Regions from separate parts of the Macaca mulatta genome. Here region 2 is linked to region 1. A link is a contact called in public Hi-C data. All regions are on one chromosome and are shown on one strand. The core of a region is the stretch at or near the end of the contact, and the rest is flanking DNA. Distances in the headings are between cores, read along the strand shown. Region 1 holds the start of FKBP5 (FKBP prolyl isomerase 5). Region 2 overlaps FKBP5 (FKBP prolyl isomerase 5).

Evidence for each region. Hi-C and Micro-C count contacts between places; a contact is called where the count stands out from the background.
Region 2: a contact with region 1 is called in a Hi-C map of CD4 T cells, with 6 times the contacts expected there. The contact joins the enhancer-like site here to the promoter of FKBP5 in region 1. A contact is called at or near these places in 6 of 14 Hi-C or Micro-C datasets (CD4 T cells, blood, cortical neurons and 2 more).

What each region holds. Positions count from the first base shown.
Region 1 is chr4:146,534,440-146,540,432 of T2T-MMU8v2.0, reverse strand. FKBP5 (FKBP prolyl isomerase 5) reads right to left here and starts at 2,352. Exons shown (of 13, transcript XM_078000277.1): 1 at 2,283-2,352. It overlaps ARMC12 (armadillo repeat containing 12), which reads left to right and starts at 4,168. Exons shown (of 8, transcript XM_078000291.1): 1 at 4,168-4,913; 2 at 5,323-5,993.
Region 2 is chr4:146,667,774-146,673,766 of T2T-MMU8v2.0, reverse strand. The region is part of intron 7 of FKBP5 (FKBP prolyl isomerase 5); the gene reads right to left. Among named protein-coding and RNA genes, the nearest start is that of TULP1, 91 kb to the left of the region's middle. Within about 2 kb of position 2,491, at least 16 of the 40 cell types and tissues checked have an H3K27ac peak or open chromatin away from gene starts, as enhancers often do. A contact at or near this core is called in CD4 T cells, blood and liver, where this site is marked.

The sequences.
Region 1 (5,993 bases), core at 1,103-3,602:
GCCAATGCACACTGCATCTCCCAGTTGGGAGGCACCTTCACTGCCATCTACTCCCACCTTCTTCCTGATGCTTGAAATCTGTCCGTGATCCCAGGTCAGTGATTGCTCGAGGCTATGACAGGGACACTCTCAGACAGCAGCCCACTGCTCTTCTGGACTTCCCTATCTCCAAGTCCAGTCACCTACGGGACACCTGCCCTTACATGGCCTAGAAGTGACTGAACTCATATTCATGTCCCTCACACCAGCTCCTCCCCATTGCCCACCATGACCCTCCCAGTCCTGAAACTCACTGCAAAGGTAGATTAATGTTTAACTACTTTCTCTCCTTCATCATCCTTATGTCTGATATCTTATCAAATTCTTCCCTTTGTTGCTTTTATTTCAAAATATATTGTTTGTTCATTACTTTTCTCCTTCACCCTTTCCCCTCCAGCCCCATAGATTCCACCTTTGGCCCAAATTCTCACAGCAGCTGCTACACTGTCCTTTCTTTTTCCTTCCTCCTACACACCCTGCTGGAATAATCTTTCTCAAACATCATTTATTGTGTATGTTATCAACTTCAGACTCCTCAACCAAGCACAGTGAGTACACTAGCTAAGCTGTGTATTCTCTGTGAGATGGGACCTGAATTCACTCATGGCATGTCCAGGCCACAGGGTTGAGTGCAGTGCCTCCTGCACAGCAGGAGGGCAGCAAATGTTCCTCAAGTGACCCATCCATTTGGTGGTGTTCCCTTTCCACCGTTCCAATTCTCTCTCCTGCCTTGGTCTCCCCAGTCCCATCAAGCCTATTGGCTTCCCAATGCTCACTGGGGCCCTTTTGTTTTGAAGGGCCACTGTTTTTCATTTCCCCAAAATCTTAGGTGGCTGGAGGTGGGGAGCTGGTGGGGAAGGGAGAGGCCGACATCCAAGTTAATATCAGGAAGGTTGTGGCAAATACCAACTGCAAAACCTTGGGTGCAGAGCAGAATGAGGGCAGATGCCTGCTAGGAGTCCCTGTTCAGTAAGAGACAAAACCACAGAGGAGGGCAGAATGTGGAAAGGAGAGTGGCATAACTAGTGGCTTCCCTCTGAGCCTGTGAGCTGCCTTTAATCTTTTCCTTTTTTTTTCTTTTTTTGAGATTGAGTCTTGCTCTGTCGCCCAGGGTGGAGTGCAGTGGGGCGATCTCGGCTCATTGCAACCTCTGCCTCCCCAGTTCAAGCAATTCTCCTATCTGAGCCTCCCGAGTAGCTGGGACTTCAGTTGAACACCACCACGCCCAGCTAATATTTGCATTTTTAGTAGAGACGGGGTTTCACCATATTGGTCAGGCTGGTCTCAAACTCCTGACCTCAGGTGATCCACCCGCCTCAGCCTCCCAAAGTGCTGGGATTACAGGAGTGAGCTACCGTGCCCCACCTAATCTTTTTTATGTTTTATTGCTTAGTTATGTCCTGCAGTATTTTAAACCTCTTCTCCCATAGGCTGTAGGCTTTTTAATGGCAGGGACAGTGTCTTTTATTTATTTGACATCATCTACTTATTTTGAGAAGCAGGCACGAAATACTTTGGAGGGCACATAAAACTTGGGTCTGGATCCTGGTTCCAACACTTAGCTGTTTGGCCCTGGGTAAGTCTCTTAACCTCTCTGAGCCAGTTTCTTCGTCTGTAAAAGCCGCTAGTGACACTCGTTTTGCAGAATGAGGGGCAAAAATTACAGAGAATACAAAGCACCAGGAAAGTGCCTGTTGTACCCAATAGTTTATATTCCTTCCCCGTATGGTTGGAGCCTTTTCTGAATTGGGAGAAAGGTGTTCCTTAACTACTGCCCATACTGGGACACTTTAAACTTGAAAAGGGGCACTGTTAATAATTACGTCCGTTCCAGGGACGCAGAGCCACCCTACCGTAGTTCACAACAACTGGCAGGGTTCGGATGGCACGCAATATCCCAGTGCCTAAGCACAGCCCCAAGCATAACGCTCAATAAATGCCTGTTGAATCAAAGAGCGAACAGAAGCTGACCCTCACTCCGTTTTTTGGACATCATTGACTGAAGCAAATTGAAAAGCCCGCCCCTGCTGCGCCCCCACCCCCACCCCCACCCCGTCCCAGAGCCACCGGCAGCCTCAATTCCCTGAGGTCTGCCCTTCAGTAGCCCACCGTCCCGCCCCCGGTTGCCTTGACATCAGTGACGTCGCCGAGGGGCGTGGCCTCTCTCCATCCTCTGCTGGTGCCCTGGGCCCCTCCGCATCCGAACCTGGGGGGAGGATGAGGTTGGTGGCCCTTGACCCTACTCGCCCCCCGCCGGGCCAGCATCTAAGCCCGCCTGGCCGCCTTTCTTGGGCGCGCAGCTGTCTCGAGTGTGGGTACCCATCTCCACCCCCACCCTTACCCGGGTGAACTAGCGGGGGTTCTAGAGTGCCGGATCCCGGTGAGCCCTCTCCACCAGCTGCGGGCTAAAGGATCCTGAGAACCTGGGCCCAGCGCTCAGCTCAGGCCCGCCCCTTCCCGGTCAGCCCCCTCGCTCCACGTCCTGGGGGGCGGGCGGGAAGGATGGGACCCCCGCCCAGGAGGCGCACAGGCGCCAACGAGCGCGGGAGAGAAAGAGTTAAATTAGGTGCCGGCGCCGGGCGCGGCGCGAGTGGGGGAGGGGAGCGAAGAGAAAGTGAGAGCGGGGGCGGAGCGGGGACGGGAGCGAAAGAACATCCTGTGCCCGTCGCCGGATGCGCGCGGGGGGAGGAGGTAGTCCGGGGAGGGAGAGCAAGACGGGGGGAGGCCCGGGGCGGGGAAAGGCGCGGCCTCCTTCCCCCCCAACCTCCTCCTCTGGGGGCGCTGGCCCCCTCTGCTTCCCGCGCCTTAGCCGGAGCTACCCGGAGGCCCCAGGATCTGGTTCCTGGGCAGGAGTAAGCGCTAGCTGGGGAGAGATGATCTCGGAGAGTATGGGATGCACGTCAAGGCAGGGGCGGCCCCCAGCCTTTCATCTCTTGGTTTTCTGCAAGGGAAGCTCGCACGTGTTGAGCGTCCCCTGTGCACCGAAAGTACACACATTATCTTAGTCAGTCCTGACAGCGGCACTTCCAGGCAGTAGACAGGAATTCATAGACTCGCGTTCTAGAAGAGGAAACAGACTCAGATTATGGAATTTGTCCAAACCCCACACTGCTGGGATGTGAATGCAAGCCTGTCGGACTGCAAAGGGCTTTTCACTGGAGTTTAGGGTAGGGCAATTTCCCCTTAGCTTCTATGCGCACAAGTACTGGGCCGCTGCAGTATCACCCTCGGGAATGGCGGTGTCTTTTCGTAGAGGACCCCCAACAGCATCTGGCTGGAGCTTCTGTCATTAACTAGGCTCAAACAACCATTGCCAGGATATTGGTAAAGAGATGAGGAAGGGGCCTTAGGGTTCCACAGGTAGTTGGATGGTTCTTAGAAACACAGTTTAGGGGAATGTGTTGTAGCGCTCCTGCTCCTCTTTTAGGTATTTGTGGGGGCTTCAAAGAGGGTTCCAGAGTCACTCAAAGCAGTTACATGGATTACAGGAATTCGGATTGATTCACTTTAAGAAGACCAGGGAGGTCTGGTGTGGTGGTTTATGCCTGTAATCCCAGCACTTTGAGAGGCCGAGGCAGGCAGATCACCTGAGAGCAGGAGTTCGGGACCAGCCTGGCCGAAATGGTGAAATCCAATCCACTAAAAATACAAAAATTAACCAGGCGCGGTGGTGCACGCCTGTAGTTCCAGCTACTCGGCAAGCTGAGGCACAAGAATTGCTCGAACCTGGGAGGCCGAGTTTGCAGTGAGCCGAGATGGCGCCACTGCACTGCAACCTGGGAGACAGAGCCAGACTCGTATCAAAAAAAAAAAAAAGACAACGACTAGCGTGAGAGGTAGTGGGTAAGTGGAAGGAAGGGCTGACTCATGTGCTTTTCAGGCTGGGATGCATTGAGGGCTACCGTCTGTGTTCTCACTGCCTGCCCACACCCCACATGTTGTCCAGGTGAAACCTGCGGAGATAATTAGGATTATAGTCAACATTTGTTGAGCTCTGTGTGCTGGGCACTGTTCCAAGTGCTTTACTTAATCCTCGCAATCCCATGAAGTAAGTCTTATTGTTTCTATTTTACAGGTGGGGAAAATGAGGCACAAGGAGACCACAAAGCTAAATCCGTGACTAAACTGGTTTTGAGACGGAGTCTCCCTCTGTTGCCAGGATGGAGTGCAGTGGTGCGATCTCGATTCACTGCAACCTCCGCCTCGTGGGTTCAAGCAGTTCTGCCTCAGCCTCCTGAGTAGCTGGGATTACAGGTACACATCACCAGCTAATTTTTGTATTTTTTAGTAGAGACGCGGTTTCCCCATGTTGGCCAGGCTGGCCACTCTGACCTTGTGATCTGCCTGTCTCCGACTCCCAAAGTGCTGGGATTACAGGCTTGAGCCACCGCGCCCTGCCCTGAACTGGTTTTGAACCCTGGCTAGAACCCGTACTTATTTACTAAACTCAAATGTACTTAACATGATGAGAACATCGGCCTTGAAGGTAAAAATGCTGGCATAGATGGCAAAGAGGTGTGTGCTTGAGCAGCCCATGTCCTTTTCCTGGGTAAGGCAGGTAAGTAACTCACAGCTGGCTGTGTGTATTTTGGCTGTCAGACTTCTCTTTAACCAGTGGTTCCAGATTTCTGGATTTGACAGAAAAAGCAAGAAAACAAGTGAAAGCCAGGTTCCCATAAAGAGCTGCAGCTTTTAATTTATGCTCCCTAAGAGCACACAGAACGTACCTACCATCTATTATCACCATCATTAAAGAAAATACTTCTGTTTTTTTGAGACAGAGTCTGGCTCTGTCACCCAGGCTGGAGTGCAGTAGTGTGATCTCAACTCACTGCAACCTCTGCCTCCCAGGTTCAGGCAGTCCTGCCGCCTCAGCCTCCAGAGTAGCTGGGACTACAGAGATGCACCACCATGCTGAACTAATTTTTGTATTTTTTGTAGAGTGGGGGTTTTGCTTGAGCCCAGGCCAGGCTCGAAACTCCTGGGCTCAAGAGATCCACTCACCTCAGCCTCCCAAAGTGCTGAGACTACAAGTGTGAGCCACCACGCCTGACCTAATAAATACATTTTAATTCTCAAAATAGGAATGACATCATCTGAATCTGTTAGTCCCAGCCAGGCACGGTGGCTCATGCCTGTAATTCCAGCACTTTGGGAGGCCAAGGCGGATGGATTGCCTAAGCTCAGCTGTTCGAGACCAGACTGGGCAACATGGCAAAACCCTGTCTCTACCAAAAATACAAAAAATTAGCCCGGTGTGGTGGCGCATGCCTGTAGTCCCAGCTACTTGGAAGGCTGAGGCCAGAGGATTGCTTGAGTCTGGGAGGCAGAGGTTGCAGTGAACCAATATCACACCACTGAGCTCCAACCTGGGTGAGAGAGTGAGACCCCGTCTCAAAAAAGAGAAAAAAAAAAAAAAAAAAGAAGAAGAAGGAAAACAATTATTCCCAAGAAAAGATGGTCAATGGACTTTATGCCAACAAATAGATATTCCATTGTCTTTTTTTGTTGTACTGTGGACTAGTAAAAATGTCACTCTAGGAATAACTCTGCCTCTAATCTCTCTGAATCATTTGAGGGCAGAACCAGAAGAAATGGGCCTTAGGTGTGGCAGGAGGGAGTTAGGTTGCAGCCAAGAAAGAACACTTTTTGCAGGTCTTTAAAGAACAGGTGAGCCTTACATGTGCTTAGGAAGTGAGGGTTGCAGAATCAGCTCCATGGGATGGAGGGGCCAGTAACTCTGGGTCCCACCCTGGAGAAGGGCAGAGCAAGGACATTGCCTTGAAGAATTTATTCTCAGAGCCACCAAAGTAGTCTTGGAACCTAAATAACAGCTCCCATCAGGCAGCCGTTTTCTGCCCAGAGTTCAGTGGAGATGCGATGGGGTTGCATGGCAGTAGGGGGGCTTCGTGGGCTTCTACTCACCCCTCACCCTAGGGAGTTCATGCAGTCAT
Region 2 (5,993 bases), core at 1,242-3,741, 130 kb before region 1:
AATCTTCTCTGTATTGTTCCAAATATGTACTGCCGAAGTGAGTACTCACTATCCTTTTTTAACTCACCAGTATTAATACCACCTTGACGTGTTCCCCTTGCAGACACAAAATGGGGTCTAGGAAACTTGGGTCAAACTAGAAAGGGCCTAACTCTTGAGTCAGCTCCTCCAAACAAGGGCTAGAGCTGGAGTGTCTGGGTAGAGCTGGCATACGGCATTTTAGTTTATGTCCCATAGTCATAAATGCTGGTAATTCCTTCTGTTATACTTACTTTTAGAATGCTCTAGATAAAATTAACTTGTGGCAAATTGAAAGTTCATTCTGGATTGGAAAACATTTAAAAAATAAATTCAACTTTAAAATTTTCAAATACAGTCATGCTTCACTTAAGGATGGGGATACATTCTGAGAGATGTGTCATCAGGTATTCTCATCATTGTGGGAGCATCTTAGAATGTTCTTACACAAATCAAGATGGAGCAGCCTACTATAACCTAGGCTAAGTGGTATAGCGTATTGCTCCTGGGCTACAAATCGGTATAGCATGTTACTGTACTGAATATGGTAGGTAACTGTAACACGATGATAAGTATTTGCATATCTAAACATTGAGAAAGTAGAGTAAAAATAAGGAATTATAATTTCATAGGACCACTGTCCGATGTGCAATCTGCTGTTAAACAAAATGTTACGCAGCATATGACTGTACATGCATACTAGAGAGGTTCTACAAGGAGTCTGAGGTTTAAGATATTTTTATTGAATTTGCTGAGGGTGGTGACGCACACCTGTAAGTCCCACCTACTCAGGAGGCTGAGGTGGGAGGACTGCTTGAACCTAGGAGTTCGAGGCTGCATTGAGTTATTATTGCGGGAACTGCAATCCAGCCTGGGTGACAGAGTGAGACCCTGTCTCCATTAAAAAAAAAAAAGATATTTTTACTGGAGTAAAAATGGATGTTTCTAAAGAGGTTACGAGTTCTAAATATTTAAAACTCTGCCCAAGAAATTTAGACTAATAACATTTTTCATTTAAAAAAAAAAAAGATTTGCTGAGCAAAGTAAATTTCAGCTCACGTATTGTGGAATGTCTCAAGCATAGAGATTTATTGTCCTAGTAGCTCACAACTTAGTTGACAGATTTTTTTTGTCTGAAGTTTATTGTTGGAAGTATCATCTTCCTCCCTTAAGGAGAGTACATTTAGTGGGGGAGGAAATTATCAGTACATTTGTTGTGGCTTTTGGTTGATCGAGTTTGAATGTTTTCAAAACAGGAAATCCAGAGACTCTGCAAGGATTCCTGCCTGTGCGTTAGTTTCCTAGGCTGTTTTTCAGCTTGATGTATGTACTTGATATTAAAATTATATAAGCAATCTCAGAAGTTCTCTTTAGATGTGATAACCCATCATTAGTGAGGGAAAAAGACTGGCTACTAATAAACATGTTGGGAAAGATAAATGAAGTAACTGTGCCAAAAAAAAAAGTCAAACTGTAACAAAGGCATAATTAAGAAAGCAAAACATTCATTGTAGCTCGTCTTTCTCAGAGAGACAATAAATGACAGAACTAGTGTCTGATGCTGTAATAGGACAGTAAACATTTGTGGTAGCTCTTATAAATATTTTCTACTTTACATGTGGACTAATCTTTTTTTTCTTCTTCCTGGTAAATCTAACCCTTCAAAATTGGACCCTGTAGTACTATAAAATCTTAAACGGATACACATCCAGATACATACACCCCAGTTTATATAAAAAAACCAAAACCATCACTTTGTAATACTGATAATATTCGGAATGTCAGAGTAAAAGGAGGTATCACAGCCTCATGGTGAATACAGCCCATTGATTCTCTACATCTACAAGCAGCAAAGGGCATTGCTGGGTTAACTGGTTTCTAAACTTGGAACACTGATGTGACAAGTTCTACAAGACTGCTGACAAGAACTCACATACTACTTGGAGCCACGAAAGACTGCTGATTGCCACAGTCAGGGGCCCCACTTGCGGTAACAGATGCAGATGTGACTAGTTCCTATAGCTCCACTTATTCTTTTTAATGTTATCTTTAAAACTGCTACCAAAAAAGCCAAAACAAAACAAAAACCATGGCAGCTCTGGCTGTGGAAGACCTGTGGTTGCTTTTTGACCTGGCATCTTTTAGTGCAAATACTAACTTAATAAATATTTAATAATAACCATCATGACTCACTGGGAGTGCAGCCTCTAGGGCTCAGGAGGTCTGTTGCTAATCCCAAGCAGCATGATTTACGGGAAGTAAATCATCTATGACGTGCCCAAAGAGAATAAAAGTACATACAGGATGCTTCTACTTAGGGCTTTTTTGGTAGAGAAAGAAATAAACAAGTTAAAAAGAGACAACGTTTTTTTCCTGACTTAAAGACTATGTAACTTAAAGGGGGAGGGAGGTCCTCCAAATCCCCACAAACTCAAACCAAACCAAATTACCCAAGCTTAGCTGCGCAATCGGAGTGTAACCACATCAAGCGAGCTGCAAAACATCACTTAAACTGGAGCTCTGACTTATTGTTCTCTTACTGCCCTAGAGCAATTTTGTTTTGAAGAGCACAGAACACCCTGTTCTGAATGTGGCTGGCACATGAACTCGATGTGCTGACAGCAATTTGTACTCCGATTAAAATAGGGGGGAAAAAAGGAAAGAGAGTGCACAGCAGTAACAAAAATGAAATGCAAGAACCCCTAAACCATGCAATTTGTATTTTAGGAAGCAAAACTGAGAAAGAGGCTCCATAACTTAAAAAACAAAAAAAACCCAAAAAGCTGTAAATGCTCCAGCCTAAAGACATTAGCTCTGGTAAGTGTCTATTTTTCCTTTTCTAATTATAGTAGTTGGTGTCTGATAGCTTTGCACTCATTCTCAAAACAATTACTGGGTCATGGGGATCTGAATGGGAATGTTGTAATGGCATTACTACTAGACAAGACTGGTTATGTGGCCAGAGAAAACCAGGTTGTGACAGGTTACTCCCACTGAGCAAAGGTTTTCTCTGTTGGTTAATTCATGCCAAGTGAGCTTCTCTCTGCCTGTGTCTCCTGCCTAATAGAGCATGGTATCCAAGAGAGTAGGATCTTAATAACCCCCTGAAAAAGCAAGCAGAGATGGCTTTCTAAAAGCAGGAGAATAAGAGAAACACTTCCATCATGCATGGTGGTCAGATTTCCCCTAAACTGTCCCCCTTCCTCCTCTGCACCGTTTTGTATTATTTAGGATGAACACACACCACTGTAAGATTGCTTCTGGAACTGACGGACAGATGCTAGATGCTAACACGCATGAAACCTGGCTCCTGGAACTGAGTAACATTTATGCAAATGATTTCTTTTCCTTAGTCTAAACAAGAAGTACACATCTAGCAACAAATTCTCCACGAACACCAGCCCTTACCAGTCTTCCCTTCACACCACTATAGCACTTGCGTTAGACCTGGATTCCAGTCCCATTCTGGCACTTTGATTATGACTTTGGGCAAGGTAATTAAAGTGATTTGAAGCTCAGTTTCTTCACTGATAGAATGTGCATAATATACTAGCTAAATGATAATTGTGGAGAGGATTAAATTAGATACTGAATTACAGCTTTTAATCTAGCACCTGATATTCATTCATTCATTCATTCATTCATATGTTAGGGTGTCTATCATGTGAAAACGCTATCGTAAAGTGTGGATATACAGAGATGAACTACATGAATGTTAGCTGTAATTATTTTCCTCCACCTAGTGGTAAATTATACCAGATTAAACATGTTTGAGAGCTCTGTGTAAGAAAACATTTAATGGCTCAACACAGAAAGCTGTCAAAGTATGAATAAAATTCTTAGTAGGCAAAGGCAGTATCTTGTACTTCTTTTGTGCCTCACAATACCCAGCACAGAGTTCAGGGCCAGCAAGTAAATATTTATTTAGTGACTAATCTTAAAATAGGGCATTAAGGACAGGGTGGTAATTTTCACTAATTTATATAAATTTTCCTTTTTGACTCTATTAGTATTCCTATTTTAATAAATTCTAGGAAGCTATACAAATTCTATATTGACATGGAACCTTTGTTTTTTAATACTATTCTAAAATAAATGACCAACTGGCTGGAATTTTTTTTTTTTTTTTGTAACAACAGCAGCAGCAGCAGTAGCAACAGAAGACTGTTTTTTTTTCTTTTTTTGAGACAGAGTTTCGTTCTGTTGCCCAGACTGGAGTGTAGTGGTGTGATCTTGCCTCACTACAACCTCCACTTACTGCAACCTCTGCCTCCTGAGTTCAAGGAATTCTCGTGACTCGGACTCCCGAGTAGCTGGGACCACCATGCCCAGCTAATTTTTGTGTTTTTAGTAGAGACAGGGTTTCGCCATGTTGGCCAGGCTGGTCTTGAACTCCTGACCTCAAGTGATCCTCCTGCCTCGGCCTCCCAAAGTGCTGGGATTACAGGTGTGAGCCACTGTGCCCAGCCTCTTTATTTTTTTGTTTTGAGTTGGGGGTCTCACTCTGTTGCCCAGCCTGGAGTGCAGTGGTGTGATCATGGCTCATTGCAGCCTCACACTCGTGGACTCAAGCTATTCTCTTTCCTCAGCCTCCCTAGTAGCTGGGACTACAGGCACACACCACCACGCCTGGCTATTTTGTTGTTGTTGTTGTTAAGAATGGGGTCTCACCATGTTGCCAGGCTGGTCTCATACTCCTGGCCTCAAGCAATCCTCCCACCTTGGCTTCCCGAAGTGTTGGGATTACAAGCATGAGCCACCATGGCTGGCCAGAAAGACTTATTTTCTACTATGATTTTTATTCTACCTGAAGACTTGAAGATACCTTTTTGGAAGAAAGAAATTACATAAATCCAAAGTATTTGAAAGAATAAACACTGGCCACTTTAGACCAAGTACCGTTATGACATTATTTTGTGAAAACATATAATAAAGTGGTTCCAAGAATTTGCTCTCTGTTCCTGGACTTACATCCCAGGACATTCATAAATACTTCAAAAGCATATGAAAAACAAAAATGTAAAGTCTCACAGCTCCATCAGATCTCAATATGGGCAGATGTAATCTTTCCTCTATTTTCAATTTTTGGTACATTTTTGGTGTTTCATTTATAAAGAACATGTAGCTAGACATTATTGTTGTTCTCACTTTATAAGACCTTTTTCCTTTAATAGGTGACTTTACCCCATTCATATTTTTTGTAATCACTGACATGAGTGGTTTTATTCTTGTCTTAGGTTTTTCACACGATGTTTTCTTTTTCTTTTTCTTTTTTTTTTTTTTGAGACAGTCTCGCTCTGTCTGGTGAGCAGTGGTGCGATCTCGGCTCACTACAACCTCTGCCTCCCGGGTTCACGTCATTCTCCTGCCTCAGCCTCCCGAGTTACTTACAGGCGCCTGCCACCACGCCCAGCTAATTTTTTGTATTTTTAGTAGAGACAGGGTTTCACCATGTTAGCCAGGATGGTCTCGATCTCCTGACCTCATGATCTGCCTGCCTTGGCCTCCCAAAGTGCTGGGATTATAGGCGTGAGCCACCACGCCCGGCCAGTGTTTTCTTATTTTTTAAAACAACTTTTGCTCAATTGATGAAGTTTTCCTTGTTCCTCTATTTCCCCACTCCACATGGGGTGGTTTGGAAATTCTACATGCTATTCTTACTAGTACTTTCCATTAAAGTCTGAACAAATCATTTAAAGATATATATATATATATATACACACACACACACACACATATATTTATCAATGTTCAGAATCAGTCAGCATAAAGCATTCAATAAAATCCAACATCCCTTCATTATAAAAAAACCCTCAATAAACTAAGCATCAAAGGAATATACTTCAAAATAGTAAGAGCCGCCGATGACAATATCTTTTTTTTTTTTTTTTTTTTTTTTTGAGACAAAGTATTATTCTATTGCCCAGGCTGGAGTGCAGTGGTGCAACCATAACTCACCGAAGCCTCTATCACCC